Linked DNA regions of Mus musculus: region 2 is linked to region 1. A link is a contact called in public Hi-C data. All regions are on one chromosome and are shown on one strand. Each heading gives the region's core, a stretch centred on a gene start, on an enhancer-like site or on the middle of the called end of the contact. The rest is flanking DNA. Distances are from core to core; before and after follow the strand shown.

Evidence for each region. Hi-C and Micro-C count contacts between places; a contact is called where the count stands out from the background.
Region 2: a contact with region 1 is called in a Hi-C map of cerebellum, with 2.4 times the contacts expected there. The contact joins two enhancer-like sites. A contact is called at or near these places in 1 of 484 Hi-C or Micro-C datasets (cerebellum) and 1 of 115 datasets of contacts at active chromatin or transcription factors (astrocytes).

The regions. Positions count from the first base shown.
Region 1 is chr1:21,867,402-21,870,091 of GRCm38.p6, forward strand. All of the region lies in intron 1 of Kcnq5 (potassium voltage-gated channel, subfamily Q, member 5), which reads right to left. Among named protein-coding and RNA genes, the nearest start is that of Kcnq5, 93 kb to the right of the region's middle. Within about 2 kb of position 1,315, at least 3 of the 459 cell types and tissues checked have an H3K27ac peak or open chromatin away from gene starts, as enhancers often do. A contact at or near this core is called in cerebellum, where this site is marked.
Region 2 is chr1:22,261,157-22,263,846 of GRCm38.p6, forward strand. No RefSeq gene overlaps it. Among named protein-coding and RNA genes, the nearest start is that of Kcnq5, 300 kb to the left of the region's middle. Within about 2 kb of position 1,300, at least 12 of the 459 cell types and tissues checked have an H3K27ac peak or open chromatin away from gene starts, as enhancers often do. A contact at or near this core is called in cerebellum, where this site is marked.

The DNA.
Region 1 (2,690 bases), core at 65-2,564:
TATTATTTTCAGAAGAGTGCAAGAGCAACCATGGCTCTGTAACACATATTTTCTCCATCAAAACCAGGGCCTTGTAGATCTAAACACACTTCCACTTGCCTCCATTGCCAGCTCTTTTACACACTTCTGCTTGCCTCCATTGCCAGTTCTTTTACACACTTCTGCCTGCCTCCATTGCCAGCTCTTTTACACTCTTCTGCCTGCCTCCATTGCCAGCTCTTTTACATACTTCTGCCTGCCTCCATTGCCAGCTCTTTTACACACTTCCGCTTGCCTCCATTGCCAGCTCTCTTACTACTTATATTTTGAAGCAGAATATCAATAAGTGTTGCCCAGGCCATCTTTGATCTTGTGCAACCTAGGAAAGGCCTGAACTCATGAGCATCCCAGCTCCCCATGCACAAAGTTGGGGTTACAGCCACCAGAAACAGGTAATGCTCAGGTTTTCACCAGCAAACCATCTCACTAGTTTGAATACTGGATGAAATAGTATAGCATATAGCTGAAATTGCACAAACAGAATTTCTGGTTTATCATTTATAACAAGTTCAGATACCACGAGACGAATATATGACAGAAGGTATTTGAGTAACATTGCCTTTGAAAAGGGCAGGTAGGGTGGTTGGGGCTTGTCTAATATTTAAATAAAGCCCTACCTCCATCTTTTCCTGCCATGGACACTGATATTTTTCAAAATAGTTTTCATCGTGAAGTCAGAAAAACTTTTCTACAAGAAACCTTAGCCAAGTAGGGGTCTTAAGATCTGGGCAGCAATTTAGATTTGTGCTAGGTCAGGGCAAAGTTAGGATTTCATTCAATCTAGACAGCATGCTCTATAAAAGTACAATTGTGTCCTTGTTTTTGTTATTGTTGCTGTTGCTTTACATATCTTAACAAGTATGAGATCTTCATTCAGTGAACAAATTCTTCTCACTGATTCCAATAGCATCTATAATTCCTCCATTTACAGTACTTTATGTTCATGTATGAACTATTTATTGAATTATTTTCAGGAAAAAAAAAGAGCTAGCATACTTGTATATTAGTATTCTAAAGGAGCAGCTGATACCACATCTGAAAAGGAAATGTAGATTGGGGATTGAGAAATGATTGATATTTTTAGTATTCCCAATTCTAGGTCTCACAAACAAGTGAAAGGATGCCTTGTAAGCCTGTAAGAGGCAACAGAAGGAAAGAGTCCTCAGGACCTGGCTTACCTCCCGAATCCACAAGTAAAGGCAAGATATAGAGAGCCCAGCTGCTCCTTAATGCCACCAACTGCTGATACAAACTGGCAGGCAGAGCATGGAGGCCAGCAAAGGACAAGACACATGCTTCTGACATAATTAACTACTGTCATCTTCTCAGAGATCTGCTCCAAATACACTCAGCCAATCAGGGTATCTAAAGTTATTTGGATGATGCAAGAGAGCATCAGCTAAACTCAAGGCATCCTCAGTTTCTCAGAAAAGCCATTCAAGATCATTATTTTAAACAATACAAGGTAAAAAAGAAAAGGTTCTTTGTGGGTTTTTTTTTCCAAAGTCATTTTGAAAAAATAAGGGTGCTTTGTGTATGCTATCCTGTGCATGCTTTAGGGTGATAGTATGGCATATATACATATGCTGAGTATATATGCATAGAAAGTATATATTGAGAGTATTCCCTTACTTAAACATACACAGAGAGAGAGAGAGAGAGAGAGAGAGACAGAGACAGAGACAGAGACAGAGAGACAGAGAGAGAGACAGAGAGAGAGAGAGACAGAGAGAGAGAGCAATAATTTGCAAATGATACTGGGTTTGGAATAGCCATATGAGTTCCTGCTGGAGAAGACTCCTAGGTAGATCTGTAGATACTGTTGATACTAAAATTACTGAAAAACTTGAGTAAATATTATGTAAAACCACGACCTTTTAAAACAAAATAAGGGGCTGGAGACATGGTTCAGTGATTGCACTGTCTTTCTTGCTGAGAACCCAGATTTGATTCCCAGCACTCACAGATGGGGACTTAGAGCCATCTGTAACTCTAGTCCCAGAGAATCCAAAACACTCATCCAATCTCTGCAAGAATTCACTGCATATACAGTATGCACAGACATAAACACACAGCAAAATAAACCTAAAAATACATATGAAATAAATGAAAAATAAAAGAGAAAATTTGAAAAAATTTCAAGTACCTTCTTAGTATTATGTTTTGTTTTTCAATTCCTTTATAGTCATTGATTCATGAGTACACAAACAATCATTCAATAATTTTTTATTTCTGTGGTATGGATGATTTACAAAAAAAAAAAAAAAAAAATCTCTAGGTAGATTCCTAGAGAGGAATTCTCAGCCAACGACTTCAATAATGTCTACTACATTTTAAGTTATGCTTAAAGCTAAAACAAGAGCCAATTCTCCCTAAATTTATCCTGTGTTAAAGGTTATTTTCCCATTAAAGATTTCTCTACCAGCACTAATGTATACTAGTTCCTAAAAGTGTTTAATGTCTGAAGACAGTCCCTATGATGTACTGTTTGGTGAGTCTGGCAACTTTGGTGATCTGTGTTCAGCTATTGCTTTTATGTTGGTTGTTTATATCTTTAGTAAAAGAACTCTAGCATAACTGTCCTCTCCGATACTCTACCCAGCAGTCAATGGAAACAGATAACAGAGACCCACAGCCAAACATTAGATGGA
Region 2 (2,690 bases), core at 50-2,549, 390 kb after region 1:
TAGTGAAAGCCCAGGTCGTTTTAATAGTAAGAGATGGAATTGAGAAACATATTCGATGTTATTTTTATTCATAAAAAGAATTTAAGTCAATTTACATCTAGCATATATTTTGCATTTAAGAGATTTTTTTTTTTTTTTTGTCAAATGGTTATTTAGAAATTTCAAGACTTATAGGGCCGGGCAGTGGTGGCGCACGCCTTTAATCCCAGCACTTGGGAGGCAGAGGCAGGCGGATTTATGAGTTTGAGGCCAGCCTGATCTACAAAGTGAGTTCCAGGACAGCCAGGGCTACACAGAGAAACCCTGTCTCGAAAAACCAAGAAAAAACAAAACAAAACAAAACAAAAACCTTATAGGGCTATTACAAAACTCTTTTATGACCTGGCCAGACAGCTCTAGCAATAAAGTGTTTGCTGGTCAAGTAGGAGGATCTGAGTTTGACCATGTAGAGTTCATGTACAAAGCCAGGTGTGGATAAACTTACCTGTTTCCCCAGTGGAAGGTTCTTGTGGCTGATTCAGTGAGGACCCATATCATCTTCAGGTGCAAAACTTCAAAAATGTTTCAAATATTAAAGAGGAGAACAATTGAAGAAGACACCAGACATCAATGGCATGTGCACATAGACATAAATACATACCAGACTCCATTTTAAGTTCTACCTATTAGCCCTGAGTCTTACACCACTGAACGGGTTCATCTGCTGGGTTGGCACAGGGTATTTTTAGTGCCATCTGGATGGCAATGCTCACTTTGACTCTGGAGATCAGAGGCTGTGGTGAGCCATCTGACTCTCTCCCCCTCCTGGTGATACATCAGAAGGTATCTGGCACAGAGGACAGACAGACGGACGTGGACCCTCAGAGAGGAACAGAGGAACAGAGACCCTCAGAGACAAGCAATTTACTTACAGTCTTGCTCAATAGATTACGCACTATACATTTCAGGGATAGGGATGGGGAGGGCCTGCGGCAGAAGGGTTTTCACCCACCCAACCTTAAAGTCACCCCATTGCACACAGGTTACACTTTTGCTTTATATAAAACAAAGACTTGTACTTCAGCACCTGGTCACCATCATCATACTGGCAACTGTGATTGTGTTTAATAACACTGACATGACCCAAACGCCCCATGACCTAGGTCAAGGGAGGGATGTCCAGGGGAGTTAATGACTCGCTCAAGACTGTGGCAGAAAGGAATCCAGACTTCCTAAGCACTGTTAGTGCCGGGCATGCCCAGTACTGCTAGCTGGACTCACTGTTTGAATCCTGCTCTTTTGCACTTTCTGTGCTAACGGAACCCACAGGAGCTGCAGCTCTGAGTTGAGCAGGCTTCTGTGTTAGTCATTGCTCTTCCTTTCTGTCTTAATCCCTTTGAATGTCAGCAGAAGCTAGGCACTAGGAAGAAAATCAAGAGTTTCTTCCCAAACAAATCACTCTTGTGTGTTGTCCTTTTTTTTTTTTAACTCCCCATCTTGTTTCCTTTGTATAGCTGTAACTGAATAATTCTCACTGAGCCTGCTCATGTCACCCTGGATGCCTGAGCATCTGTCAAGAACTGACAAGACAGCAAAGCTACCTTGTGCACACAGAGCTGTGACTCCTGGCATCTTGACATGTCCTGAATGCATCCAAATTGATATCTTTTCAGGGGGTGGGGGGGGCAGGGAGGCAGTGAACTCCAGTGGCAGAGGAGGTGGAATCGTAAGGTTCCCACTTAATCTAATAGATTGTTACAAAGGAATCAATACAGCGTGTGTGCAAATCAAGTGAGATGATGTCTGTGGACAGAACTGTCCAGTTAAAGCATGCATCCAAAAGAAGAAGCTGGTTAGACTCCAGGTAGAATGGTCCTGAACTTCATAAGCAAACACTGGTCCTGGCTCTTCTACTAACCAGGTGGTAAAGGGTCTCTTACCTTCCTAGGGATGGTTGTTGCTGTAAAATCAACAACTCCTTCAACATTACCATTGATTCAATGTTAACATAAGATTCAATCACATTTAGGGGGTTTGGCATCATTTCTAGCACTGCTATTCTGAGCTGATTTTGACCCAAGCATATGCAATGCTAAATATAATACTTTACATTTCTGTATTTCTGTTTCTGGTTGTGCTCGCTCTCTCTCTCTCTCCTCTTTTTCCTTCTTTCCTTAATGAAGCTGAGATGCAGATGAGCCCAATTGATTCAAAAGTGTGCTGAACACAGGCTGTGCAGCCTGTGGCTGAAATCCTTCTGGAATTATCTATGGAAATAGCCCAGGACTCTCAAGTAAAGCTAGAATTTTGACAATGGGCTAACTTCACAGCCAAAGCCAGTATTTACGGAGTGAAATGCATCAAGCTTTATGGTATTTCTTTACAGATCACATCCTCTGAACAACACTGTGGTACAAACAGCAAAGATGCTTGCAGAAGAGTGTTCTCTGAAACAGAGGAAGCCAAGAAGATGTCAGGAGACCACCACCTGGGTAGGGGATCAAATTGGGTTCCATTAATGTTCCCAATGAGCCTAATTAAGTGTATGTGTAGCGCCAACCAGAGCTTGGGTAGCTGCCTTGTGCCCGTTTACCCCAAAAGACCACCAGGGAGCCAACTCCGATGCTATTGCACTAGGGTCTCTTTATTACAAAGTTAAGCTTGGACCTATTCACCATTGTCCCTGACACAGCAGGGCTGGTTGGTAAGAC